Linked DNA regions of Mus musculus: region 1 is linked to region 2. A link is a contact called in public HiChIP or PLAC-seq data. All regions are on one chromosome and are shown on one strand. Each heading gives the region's core, a stretch centred on a gene start, on an enhancer-like site or on the middle of the called end of the contact. The rest is flanking DNA. Distances are from core to core; before and after follow the strand shown. Region 1 has its middle 70 kb from the start of Gm38388. Region 2 has its middle 13 kb from the start of Raph1.

Region 1 (3,461 bases), core at 625-3,124, 89 kb before region 2:
CATGAACACACCATTCCATGAATCTATAGACAAGGCAAAGGGGATACACGCCTTCACCTTGTCCTCAAACCTAGACTTATCTCTGAAAGACAGGCATGTGCTATGTATGCTCTTGCTGGAATTACTTCTATGAACATCATTAGATGTTTCATTAAGCAGAGATGGTGGTGTCATTTTGATGTCTTTAAGCTTTTTTATTTGTATCACCAATAATACAGAACTGAAGAGTGCTGCGAACTCAGAATATGGACAACCTCTAACAGGAAGCTATGTGCTGTAATGGAAGACCTAGCACCTAGAGAGAAATCATTATCTGAGGATACAGAGGAGTCACCATGCAGAGGCTGGGAAAGAGAAAGCTTAGCCTAAGGATGGGTCCTGCATCCCAGAGGCAATGGTCAAAAGTGAGCAGTCAAAGAAACTCAGAGCAGCTCCGTTAGAGAATTACACAATCTTGGAAATTCCCGTTGGCTGGTGTTTTCAATGCCTTAGAACGCCCCATACTGAAGACAATGGCACTGATGCTTGACATTGCTAAGTGTCCCTGAGCCCTCTACCTCTTTTTCAATTTATGGCACCACTGTTTTCTTTCCTCTGAAGGTTGATGTCAGAAACCAAGAATAACTCCAGGTTTCTTAAACATGCTTTGTTTCATAAATTTTAGAAAAAAATAAATAAATGTGGGTTTCCTGTCTCTTTCAATCAAATTCATTCAAAATAACAGCACTTGCCAGGACCGGAGGTTGTGGGGAAGGAAGGAGAGTGGGTAGTAGGTACCGTTGTGAATTGTTCCCTGCAGCTGATATTTCTCCATAGCAAGTGTTCGTGCAAAACAAAAGACTGCTTTAGAGAACCAGGAGCAGACACAAAGCTGCAGAAGGCTATAGTTACGATGGTATCTTAGAGCTCAAAATCCTTGAATTTGCTTGAACCTAGCTCGGTTTCCTGGCTGTTTCATTTGTAACATAGTAATTAATATAACAATACAATGTAAAGATAATGACAAGCATAGAAACTATTATAAAACGTGTTATCTGCAGGCGTCTGTGGTTTTTTCAATCTTCCAAAGTGCTGGAAATACAGATAAAAGATGCATTAACACGGGGAGGCAGTATAGCGCAGTGGTTAAAGGTGCAGGTTTGGAGTCTCATGGAGCTATAGCCTTTAATAGCTGCTGGGGATTAGAGGTGGGAGGGTGCTTCAAGCATGTGACCACTGATTGATCAACCAGATCCAAAGCAGGCCCCACCCCCAAGAATTTTTGAACAACACAAATTGGACCTGTTTGGTTTTTTTTTATTTTATTTTTTTAAGAGAGAGAGAGAGAACACAAAGTTAGGTTCAAAGTAAGTTGGGAGTGGATCTGGGAGGAGATGGGGGAGGCATGTGACAATGATCAAAAAATGTTGAATGAATTTTCTAAGAATTAAGGGGAAACATTAAAAGTGGGTTTGACAGCAGGGTGATGCCCTAGCTTTGCCTCAGCTAATATGCAACCCGAGGCAAGTATCCAAACCTCCTTAAAGACTTGATTTCACATAGAGATGGAAACTCATCTTCTTGACAGTTAATGTAGGAGTGAAGAAAGATAATACTTAGGGGGTTTGAACAGTCTCTGGTCCGAAGTGGGCACTCACTGAATATGTGTACTTAAAGCCAACGTGAAAAATACTTGTCTCTCCTTTGGCACTTCCAGTTTCTAATCAAAAAGAGGAAAGTGTTTGGAACCAGTAGCTACGCACTCGTCAGCTCAGACTATGGAGGGAGAAAGAGCTGACTAACTGCTAAGCTTGGCTTTGCTGTTAGAGAGAAGGCTGCCGCCCAACTGTTTATTACTGGCACTGGGAGTCATCCCTTCTCTGACACGTCCCCTTTGGCACTGCAGAAAGGCAGCACACCTCAGCCAAGCCCGTCCACAGGAGAGGGGAGGATTACGTGTGAGAGTTCAGGTTGTTGCCCTTCAGGAAGCAAGAATTACGAAACGTTTATACTGTCCTGGAGCAAAGGTCCCTGGTGCTGAGAGATAGCCGTGGGGCATTGAGTCCAAAGGCTTCTGGGAAAAAAAGAAAAGAAAAGAAAAGAAAAGAAAAGAAAAGAAAAGAAAAGAAAAGAAAACTTGTTAAAATAGACAAAAATAAGCAGTGTTCCTAGCTTTAGAGCCATTTCCAGAAAAATTTTACTTAACTGACTATAATTTCCAAGCAACATCAAGAATGGCCAAAGAAAGAAGAAGAAGAAGAAGAAGAAGAAGAAGAAGAAGAAGAAGAAGAAGAAGAAGAAGAAGAAGAAGAAGAAGAGAGAGAGAGAGAGAGAGAGAGAGAGAGAGAGAGAGAGAGAGAGAGAGAGTTAGTTAGGTATTTAGGTCTGGGCCTGTGTGAATGATAATATCAAGGAGGAATTTTACAATTATAGGTTTCCTGAGACAAAGGAGCCGAAAGGTCTTCTGTGCACTAAACAGAAGTGAGCGGCACCCTCACTCACGGTGGCTTACAGACTATCTAAATCTCCCCACCAGGCAAAAGTCTGACTATATGCAAACACCAAACACGTCAGTAAATAACAGCTGTTAAACCATTTATAAAACACTCGTTAAAAGAACACAGGATGCACACACATGAAGGCATTCCCCTGTGTCCAAAGCAGCAGGCTCGCTAACGGACAGTGAGATCAGCCGGCCGAAAGCCAAGGGAAGCCCTTCATCGAGACGGAAATTATAGTGCTGTTATTGTGTCGTAATAAGCCTCTATGAAACGGAGCATTGTATTTCTGCTGAATCGTGAACAAAAAATAAATCAGGATCTGGCTCCCTTGCAGGCAAGGGGAGATGGATTGTGCTTCCTTGCATGAGATTCCCTTGGTCCCACAGAGCACACATTTTCTCATCTTTTAAAAACATTCTACCTTTCAAGGGAAGCTATCTTTGACTAAGAACTGAAAGTGCTTCTTCCGAGTGGATGTCCTTTGTTCTACCTGTTTTCAGAAGGGCAGCCCTGTGTATAAATGGCTTGCTAGTACCGCACCTCGGGGGGAGGGGAACAAACATTGGTATTACGTTCCACGGTGACACTGCTTCCTTGTGCCCTCCCCAGGAGCAGATTAATGCAGAAACCTCATCCAAACTTAGTGACCAGGACCACAAGGCATTCCTGTGTCTTCAAGACTGACTGTCGGGTGGAAAATAAGCTCATACATTAGCTGGTATGCAGAAAGTGAAGCCTGGTGCAGAAGCCTCAAGCAGTCTGTCATTCTAAAAGGTTGATTGTTAGTTGCAAAAGAGCAAATGTTTCTATCGGTCACCTTTTACATTTATAGCTTTTGATTTTATTCCTTGGGGTTGTATAAAGATACCCTTTATGTTACAGACTATCTAAAAATTTTTTCACCCTAATAAAATGCTCTTATGAGTCGAATTACCTAATCCAATTCTGTTTCCCCCATTTCAATACTCCAGACACCTCTTT
Region 2 (3,647 bases), core at 358-2,857:
TTCTGTTGCTATGCTGCTTAGAGAAGACTGGAGGATAAAATCCTTCTCTTGTTTCTTGGAGCCTTGGAGAAGAATCAAACACACTTACTCACGTCACACAGAGAGTAATAATCTTTAGTTAGCCACCCTTTCGTGTAGCTCCAGTGTCCCTGATTCTGTGAGCCATGATCTATAGATAGACATGGATAATTGACAGCAAATGCACCTGTCTTCTTGAGAATAACTTTAAGGAACTGCCACCTAACTAAAGAGCCATGATAGTTTAAATGCAGACTGATATTTAGCTAAAGGGCATCGTCTCTTGGAACAATATCTAAAGGAAAACCATTTTGTTACATAAATAAAAAGCATTAAAGTGCCAAAAATTGTTAAGAAAAAAAAAAAAGAAAACCTTTTGCTTAGTAAAAAGGTTTTGCACGCACTCTATGTGATGGCTGTTCAGATGAAGATGCCTAAAGATGCATGCAGAGCTTCTGCACCTTCTCAGTTGTCACGGCGACTGTCAAGAAGCTTTGCAGCATACACATACATATGGTCCTACGCTTCCATGCTATTCTAATTACAACTTCTACTACACAGCCAAAACTGGAGCAGAGGGGCAGAGACTGAGAAAGTCTCCTGAGAAAATGGACGCTCCTCCATCTCCCTTTGTAGGCACGCGAGCATCTAGGAAATGGAAAACAGTAGTTGCGGAGCAAAGGCTATTGCAACAGCTGTAAATGGGCACTGGTAAAGCTTGTGGTACTGTTTTCCCTTGCTCCGTGCTGAATTATTTTAGGAATAAAGACAATCAGAAAGTGCAAGTTAGACAAATGTATGTGAGTAGATTTACTACAAACTGTCTTATATCCTTCTTATAATAAAACTGGTTGTAACTTGGCTGAGTCATATTTTGGAATAAACAGTTTAGCTTTTCCACCAACAGTCACGAATGGAATTTATCCCCACCTTCTCTGTGTGTGTGTGTGTGTCTGTCTGTCTGTCTGTGTCTTTCTTTGTGTCTCTGTCTGCCTATCTCTGTCTCCCTCTGTCTGTCTCTGTCACTCTGTCTCTGTCTTCTCTCTCTGTCTCTCTCTCTGCCTCTGTCTTCTCTCTCTGTCTCTATCTCTGTCTCTGTGTGTGTGTCTCTTTCTCTGTCTGTCTCTGTCTCTCTCTCTCTCTCTGTCTCTGTCTCTCTCTCTCTCTCACTCTCTCGCTCTTTCTCTGAAATAGAGTCTCACATTGTAGCCCAGGCTGTCCTGGACCTCACTACATAGCTCAGACTGGCTTCAAACTAACAGCGATCCACCTGCCTCAGATTTTCCAGTGTTGATATCATAGAAATGAGCCACAACTGGCAACTATTGAAAATGTCTAACTCTATCAACTGACCCAGATTGTAGGTGCTCAAAGCTAACTTTTTAGAGTTTTGTAAGGAAGGGTGGATACTGAGCAATTTGCTGATCAACTCTTTGCCCTTAAGCCTTCAGGCAAAGCATATTTCCTGTTAACTCAGCTAAGTTGTGAAGATTGTTGGTATTTATGCCTTCCTCTTCCGGGTCCATACCCAGAGGCTGAAGTCCCTTTGTGCTTCTTTGCCTCTGGGAGTGTGTCACAAGGAAGAAAGCAGAAGTTTCCTGCAAGATACTTCTCTTCTGGGTTTGTATTTTCAACCTCCTAAACCCACAGAAAAGCCTATGCTGGACTTGGTAGAGGGAAAGGGGAACTGAGCTTGCTTCCAGGGAGGAAGGTGGGTCCATAGAAAGTTAAGAGACTGCAGAGCCCTGCCCTTCTGTGGCTTCCATTTCTCTCTACTGCCTCCCCAGAGACATCTAAGCAATTCTAGCTCACTGAGATGCCTGTCCATAGGCTGCTGTAAAAGCATCGACGTTCTAATGCTGTCACCCTTTATACAACAGCGACCTCCAACCATAAAATTACTTTCATTGCTACTTCATAACTGTAATGTTGCTACTGTTATGCATTATAATGTATATAGCTTGTTTTCTGACAGTCTTAGGCAACCCCTGTGAAAGAACCTCTCTCCTTAAAGCTGTCATGACCCACAGATTGAGAGGAGTCAGGCAGTGAGTACTTCCTGGGAACCCCTCTGGGGCTGATGGTGGAAGGGCAAGTGGCTGTATATGGTTGTGAGCTTGTTTAGCAAGGGAGATAAGGGAAAAGGGAGGAAAACTCCAATGGTGACCAAAGTTGGTTATCTCTGCTCCCAAAGAATGGGGGACTCAGTTAAAATTAAATTAACTCCAAAAACCCAAACAAAGGGAGTTTTGAGTTTGGGGTTTTGCTTTTGTTTGTTTTTTGTTTGTTTGTTTGTTTGTTTTATTCCACACAGGAGAACTGGAGAATTAAGATAGCCAGAACAAATGAATGCAGGTGTTTGAAATCACAGGGAGAGAAGACTTCTTTTCTAGATGAGAAAAAACTTCTCACCAACAACTGAAAGTATTTTCTTTTTTAAAAATCTGGTTGTTGTTTATTTGGGATATTTGTTTTGTTTTGTTTTTAATTTCCCCTGTGGTGAAGCATACGTTAGGATATTTGAGAATGACTTTGGAACACATACAATGCCCTCAGTACACCACTGTACATTTAACTATGCAATCCTATACCATTCCTCTGGATGCCCCATTCAAACGAGTGGTCATTTCATCCCTCACTCATTCATTCCCAGGCTCACAGAAACCACCATTGCCTGTGTGCCTTTCCTATCATGGGCTCATGTACAGTGCTTCCCCATGGCTTTAATAATATCCAGTTTCCAACTTCTGCTGTAGGTTGTAAAGTCTGTAAGATAAAAAGCTTTGAAAGAATATATTCTTCCTGGTGCCTTAGTAAACCCACTATTTGAGTTCTACAAGATAGTATAAAGACAAGAACAGTGAATGGAAATATTAACCCTGATCCAGCATGATCCAGTATTATTGCCAACACAGCATCTCTCCTCCAAATTAAAGCCTAAATGGATACTGAAAAGTTACTGCAGAAAGAGAGGCAGAAAAGGAAGAGGAGAAATTTCCACAAGTATTTGCCGTTACTTCCAGAGCACAGTTTGGTGTTCTCCCCAGTATTGGCTTGAAGTGCATAAGCCATGATGCTTGCATTAGAACTTCTGAGAAAAAGCATCAATGTCTAGGCACAGAATATTGTTACATCTTGGGGGTTATTTGTTTTGTTTCTAAATCATTTTTGTGGTTTAGCTTTTGATATCTGCTATGGGCTGAACATTTACACTCCCTCTTGATAGAAAAGAAGCAGGTGTGATATCGAAGACAGAAAAGGGTTATATTTGAGCATATCGTTTTTCCCCCCTTGGAGGAAAGCATATTAATAAATCAAAGGTTTTCTTTTTTTAACAATAAATATTTTTATTACGTATTTTCCTCAATTACATTTCCAATGCTATCCCAAAAGCCTCCTACACCCTCCCCCCACCCCACTCCCCTACCCACCCATTCCCATTTTTTGGCCCTGGCGTTCCCCTGTACTGGAGCATATAAAGTTTGCCTGTCCAGTGGGCCTCTCTTTCCAGTGATGGCCGACTAGGCCATCTTTTGATACATATGCAGCTAGAGTCAAGAGCTCCGGGGTACTGGTTAGTTCATAATGTTGCACCTACAGGGTTGCAGATCTCTTTAGCTCCTTGGATA

Evidence for each region. HiChIP or PLAC-seq counts read pairs in DNA pulled down with a chosen protein or histone mark.
Region 1: an H3K4me3 HiChIP or PLAC-seq map of bone marrow-derived macrophages shows a contact between it and region 2, with 2.6 times the contacts expected there. The contact joins two enhancer-like sites. A contact is called at or near these places in 14 of 484 Hi-C or Micro-C datasets (the AML12 cell line, CD8 T cells, cerebral cortex and 6 more) and 9 of 115 datasets of contacts at active chromatin or transcription factors (CD8 T cells, bone marrow-derived macrophages, extraembryonic endoderm stem cells and 4 more).

Annotation. Positions count from the first base shown.
Region 1 is chr1:60,667,659-60,671,119 of GRCm38.p6, reverse strand. No RefSeq gene overlaps it. Among named protein-coding and RNA genes, the nearest start is that of Gm38388, 70 kb to the right of the region's middle. Within about 2 kb of position 1,874, at least 110 of the 459 cell types and tissues checked have an H3K27ac peak or open chromatin away from gene starts, as enhancers often do. A contact at or near this core is called in bone marrow-derived macrophages and intestinal villus epithelium, where this site is marked.
Region 2 is chr1:60,578,046-60,581,692 of GRCm38.p6, reverse strand. No RefSeq gene overlaps it. Among named protein-coding and RNA genes, the nearest start is that of Raph1, 13 kb to the right of the region's middle. Within about 2 kb of position 1,607, at least 79 of the 459 cell types and tissues checked have an H3K27ac peak or open chromatin away from gene starts, as enhancers often do. A contact at or near this core is called in bone marrow-derived macrophages and intestinal villus epithelium, where this site is marked.